2 separate regions of the Mus musculus genome follow, and region 1 is linked to region 2. A link is a contact called in public promoter capture Hi-C data. All regions are on one chromosome and are shown on one strand. The core of a region is the stretch at or near the end of the contact, and the rest is flanking DNA. Distances in the headings are between cores, read along the strand shown. Region 1 holds the start of Tmem269 (transmembrane protein 269). Region 2 holds the start of Lao1 (L-amino acid oxidase 1).

What was found. Promoter capture Hi-C pulls out the DNA fragments that hold promoters and counts their contacts.
Region 1: a contact with region 2 is called in a promoter capture Hi-C map of neural stem cells. The contact joins the promoter of Tmem269 here to the promoter of Lao1 in region 2. A contact is called at or near these places in 11 of 39 promoter capture datasets (embryonic stem cells, fetal liver, liver and 4 more) and 2 of 9 other capture datasets (adipose tissue and liver).

The regions. Positions count from the first base shown.
Region 1 is chr4:119,216,924-119,219,647 of GRCm38.p6, reverse strand. It overlaps Tmem269 (transmembrane protein 269), which reads left to right and starts at 1,431. Exons shown (of 7, transcript NM_029198.3): 1 at 1,431-1,545; 2 at 2,465-2,536. The coding sequence starts at 2,470.
Region 2 is chr4:118,960,534-118,963,392 of GRCm38.p6, reverse strand. It overlaps Lao1 (L-amino acid oxidase 1), which reads right to left and starts at 1,426. Exons shown (of 7, transcript NM_133892.4): 1 at 1,364-1,426. The coding sequence starts at 1,394. All of the region lies in intron 1 of Gm12865 (a long non-coding RNA gene), which reads left to right.

The DNA.
Region 1 (2,724 bases), core at 182-2,681, 260 kb before region 2:
AGGCTTCCGTACAGTGCACAAGAGACTATCTCTACAGACTTCAGTGTTAGATTCTTCTCAGAGCTCTGCAAGTTCTTATTTTAATGATAGGTGCTGGCAGTTAAGTCAGGGGCCTTTGAACACACTGAACAAGTACTTATAATAAAGCCATATACTCATCTCAGGTCCACTGATGACGAGTGGTGGCGTTGACAGTAGATGAACTATTAAATCCACCATTTCCTTGAGTAGAACAAGGCTGGATATGTGGCAAGGTCAGTCTAAGGCCCAGGTAGACCCTGTGCACAGCCTCAGCCCATTGTGTCGTCAGATGGCCTCTGGGCTCATGCTAGATGCCTTCTCCCTTGCTGATTGTGGTGTCACATGGCCTTGTAGCTCCACCCTTTCTGTTGCATATTCTCTGGGTCCTGGATACTGTTGCTGCTTCAATTTAGCCTCAGTGTGGCGTGGATGTGGGACAGCTGAGGGTGGACCCTACCTAGAATATTATCCAGTACTGTTGTTTTCTAAGGTTATGGGTGGTGCTTCACACCCTTCAGTACTTGGGAGACTGAGGCAAGAGGATCACATGAATTCAAGGCTAGCCTCAGCTACATAGTTTGTCAGCCTGGTCTACAGTGGGGCCGTGTCTTAAAACAAGAATGAAACAAAAAGGGTTTACTGACCCGTGTGGTGGTCCATGCCTTTAATCCCAGCACTTGGGGGACAGAGACAGGTAGATCTCTAGAGTTTGAGGCCAGTCTGGTCTACAGAGCAAGTTTCAAGACAGCCAGGGCTACACAGAGAAACCCTGTCAGGGGGCTGGAGGTGGGGGAAGGTGAGTCTTCTATAGCATACTATCCATTCAACTGCTCCATCTAGAACCTTCTGGAAGGCTTTCATCCTTGCTCAGGGCCTCCCTCCCTCTTGCGATTCCTCTCACACTGGCTGCCTCTCCATTCCCTGATATAGCCTCCATCTTACTTCTGTCCTTTACAGTGACTTTCTGAAAGAACATGACTTAAAAAACATTGTCTTCATCTTGGGGCCTTACTTCCTCAGATCTTCATCTCCCTGAGAAATATTACTATATATTTATACCACCTTTTAGGTACAAAAACCCGGGCCTATATAAGGCCCTACCTGCTTGGAGCTGACACTCAGGGGCTCCTCACGATGTTGATCCCAGCCTGCTTTTTACAGTCTTCACCTCACTCCCCGCTGATCTCTAACCTCAGGCACTCAGCAGCAGAAGTCTGCACGTAGCAGAAGCCCGCGGTGAGCCCAGGGTGGCTCTATCCAGGTCCAAGTGGGTGGAGAAAGCAGGCCCCTCCCCTAAGAATCCTCCATGCTCCGCCTCTTGCCGCCCACCGCAAGAGCTGTCAATTGAAGGCCTGGTGCCTCTGTCCAAAGACTCTGCAGCCCCTCCCCTGTCCTCTGGATTGTGAGCTAAGAGCCAGGTTAAGAGGCTGGACCCGCATCGATGCACCCTCATCTGGGCTGAACCCTCTGCCTCAAAAGGCAGCGGGAAAGCCTCAGCATCACCTAGGAATGTTTGATCCCCAGGTAAGCATTCCCCACTGACATAGAGAAGGTGGGGTGAGAAAGAGAGACAGGGACATCAGGCCAGCCAGTGCCTCCTCATCTGACAAAATTGCGTTTAACCGGGTTACCCGGACAACCTGCGGGAGGCTGGCGAGAGACTAGTGTGTCCTGTTCTCAAGAGGCCAGGTCTGTGCAGGAGCTGGCCTCTGGCCTCTGGGGAAGGGGTGACAGTGTGTGCGATGAGGAAGGACAAGAGACACCACTGCTGGAAAGTACAGCTTCATTCTCAGCGGCCTCTCATGCTGCCTGAGGAATGCTCGTCATCCCTCAGTTCACGGTCTAGAAATCCACAGTCATGAGAGCTCCCAGGTCCCGCTGGGGCAGGTTCTCACCCACAGCTTCCGTTCCTCCCCAATCCATTTTATTCCCACATGGGGTGGGCCCACAGTCACCTCTGGGAGGGCCCCAGCTCAGACTTCCCCAACTTTACCTCCAGTCTCCCATGTCTTGGGAACTAAGACTTGCTGTATTTCTAATTCTCTTTGGCAATCACACCCATCCATCCATCCATCCTGGTAAATGTCACCACATGGGTGAAATTCTCCCTTCTCCTTGGTTGCCCCAGACTCGGTCTTTGCTTCCTGGTATACCCAGGGAGGCTGGAACATGCCTAGTCGCACATAACACATGTCTTCTCAAGAGCCTGACATTCCATCAAGACTGTATCATCCGAAGTTGGCACATGGATCTTGTTCTACTTACCCAAATACGCAAAGCATGGCACAGGGAGGGACTGGAAGATGAGATGAATAAATGATAAGGGCTGAGCAGTTGCCTGGTGTGCTGAAGGGGCTTCATCTACAATGGCTTTAGAGCCAGTGCAGCAAGAGGGCCTAAGTGGTGTACTATATGAACTAACATAGAGCACTTTTATTGTCAGGCCTCATGCTTGGCACAGGAGACCCCAATCTGCACTCAAGTTGCATCCTCTCTAGGAAAAAAGGAAGACAAGGTAGGCAAAGTCAGTAAAGAACACCATGTTTTACACAGTGAGCACGAGACGTCTTCCAAGATGAGAGCACTTACAAGGTCTGCAGGCATCACAAGGCTCCTCAGAGAGGACCAATCAAAGACCCAAGGAAGTACCCAAGAGAGGGGTTTCAGTGGGGCTGGAGAGTGGGAGCTGGAAAGCTTGGCAGG
Region 2 (2,859 bases), core at 177-2,676:
AATGTGTGATTTGTGAACATGGCTTGCACCCTGGAAGCTCGTGGGCGAGAGAGGTTGATATGTGAGTGTACATACTTTTTTTTTTTTTTTTTTTTTTTCCTGATGGAGAGTGTGCCTGTGTGCTCATCAGTGACTGTAAAGGATTGGGGCTGTATAGACCTGTCAGTTAGTGTGTGGGAGTGTGACCGCAGTTTGCATTTACTTCGTATGACTGCACAGTCCGAGACTGTGTGTGAGGGATGCGTCTGTGGAACGGCATGGACGCCTGGGTGTGACTGAGTCTGTATGGGAAGGTGAGGTGGATGGAGAGCTGGATTTAGTGTGAGGAGGACGGGATAGGTTCCTCTGCTCGAGTCTGAGGGAGAAATGTGGGTGCTTGTGTAGGTTCTGTGAGTGTGTCTGGAAAGTGAAGCTGTGTGGGGAAGAGAGTTGGAGAGCAATGATGAGGGAGAGGGAGGGTGTGTCTACTGGTGAAAAGGTTCCCTTCTCCTAGCAGGAGTGAGGAGTGACCTGTGGGAAACAGGCAGTCCTTAAAGTTTTTTCTTTTCTTCCAGCCTCATCTATGGTTTCTCAAAGTTCCCTTCTCAAAGTATCGCACACGATATCAAGATTAGAACTCATCACTCTGACAGTTAGTGACAACCATATAACATGTCTTGAGTGGCTTGATTTTCTTGCTCACAGCTGGCCTTGTCTGACAGGAAGGGATATTTGGTTCCCTCGGTGTCCCCTGCTCTTAAGTGGTCCAGGCGAGGACTGTACACCCTGAGCACCATGTAGAAGCTGAGCTTTCGGCTGGTAAGAACCCCCTTAGTGTCTTTGTAGCATAGAGGCCACTGAAACTCCTTGAAGGACTAGGACTTTTAGGGACCACAGGCTGAGGAGGCACAGTAGTCCTGTCCTAGTGCCAAGACAGCTTTCCATTGGGGACAACTCATTAGAAAAGAGGAGAGACATTACCAAGCCCAAGGGAGGGGGTCACTAAGTCTCAGCTCCCCCCTTCCTTCACCCCACTCTGCCTCGACCTTCTTATCCAGACCTTACAGTTCCCCCTGAGCTGTCAACCAGCATTTGTTTCTTGGCCCCTCTGCTCTTGCCTTTGAACGGATCCAACCCCTGACCCCTCCTCCAGATCCATCTCCACGGAACTCGTTTTCAACATCCTGAGCCATCCCCAGGTAAAGCTGAATTCCTGCCTCAGTTCTAACTCTCTTTACTCTGATTTGGTCTTCAGCTGAGACATCCTCAGACCTACACCCAACCCACTGACCCATGTCCCTTTCCGACCCAACACCTATGCCTGTTTCAGTATCTAGCCCTTCCTTGCTCAGTCTCTTCCAGACCTGGAGGAGGACCCACTTACCACTCTTCTTGGCCATGGTCCTGAAACTCATGCGGAACTCTGAGCCTCTCCTCTTCTCTTTATGAAGAAGCAGCACCTCTCTGGCAATATTTGGCTCTTATCCCACCAATCGGTCTCTGGCCCTATTGACTCAGCCAAGCAAGGTGGCCCTGAACCAAGGCCTGACCCGTCAGGTGGGATGACAGTAATAACTGACCTCACCTTCCCCTCACTTTCAATCCACTTTCCCCCTGACAGTCTCTTCTAGAAAAGCCCCTCTCCCAGCTCTCCTGTTGCTAAGGAGCAAGAGGGGAATGGCAGTAGGTGGGCCATTGTGAACTTGCTGTAATCACTCTGGGAAGGGATGAGGGTTGGGCGGGACATCTGGTCTCTGAACTTCCAGCACAAGCCAGAGCTCCTGACTGCCCACAATACAGAATGCCTGCTTCCCCCTGGCTGGTGCACCATGCTACTTTATTTCCATGTCTGTTTGGGATAGGGATCTGGTCAGGAGTTCCTGTACAATAATCATGCCTCATTGTCCCTCTCCCTCGAAGGCTCCCAGGTAGGCAGAGGTCTCTAGCCTGGCCCATTTCCAGCACAGAGCATTTTGTGCTGCTTCCTCTGGGACCTCCAGGGCTTCCTTTAGACACAGTGTACTTCCCTGGCAGTGTACTTCCTTCCCTTAAGGAATGGAGCCAGGTAACTGTTCTGCCAAGACTAGCTTTTGTTCACAGGCTGGCTGGCAAGCCAAATGAACAGAAAGTCTGCACCCAACCCGCAGTGTGGGAGCTGGTGGGGAGGAAAGGAGTAGGGGAAGGTAGGGCCCAGAACTAGGATTCTGGCACCAGGTGGTATGGGGGAAGGGTAGTAGCCACAGAGCTGATAGAACTGGCTTGAGTCCTGCTTTGTCCTGGAAGACTTGTGTGTCTTGGGATACAGAATTGAACCTTTTGTTTTTATTAATTAATTAATTTATTGTATATGAGTACACTGTAGCTATCTCAAACACACCAGAAGAGGGCATCAGATCCCATTACAGATGGTTGTGAGTCACCATGTGGTTGCTGGGAATTGAACTCAGGACCTCTGGCAGAGCAGTCAGTGCTCTTAACCACTGAGCCATCTCTTCAGTCCCAGAATCGATACCTTTTGAACTTGGGTTTTCTTTTTTTTCTTTTTGGACTATGACATTTTCTACTTTTTATTGAAGAGAAGAAATGAGACTAGAAACAATATCACCTTCCTCTCCCTTCCCCCCACACATGAAGTATACATCCCAGGATCCCTGTTAGATGTCTAAAAAAGCAGATAGTACCACATTCTAAAATGTATTTTTTGATGAAGTTTAATTTATGAATTAGGCACAGTAAGAAACTAACAAGATGAGGCAGGAGAGATGGCTCAGTGGTTAAGAGCTCTTGTTGTTCTTCCAGAGGCCCTGAAATTACCTAGCAATTACATGGTGGCTCACAACCATCTATAATGTGATCTGATGCTCCCCTCTCTCTCTATGC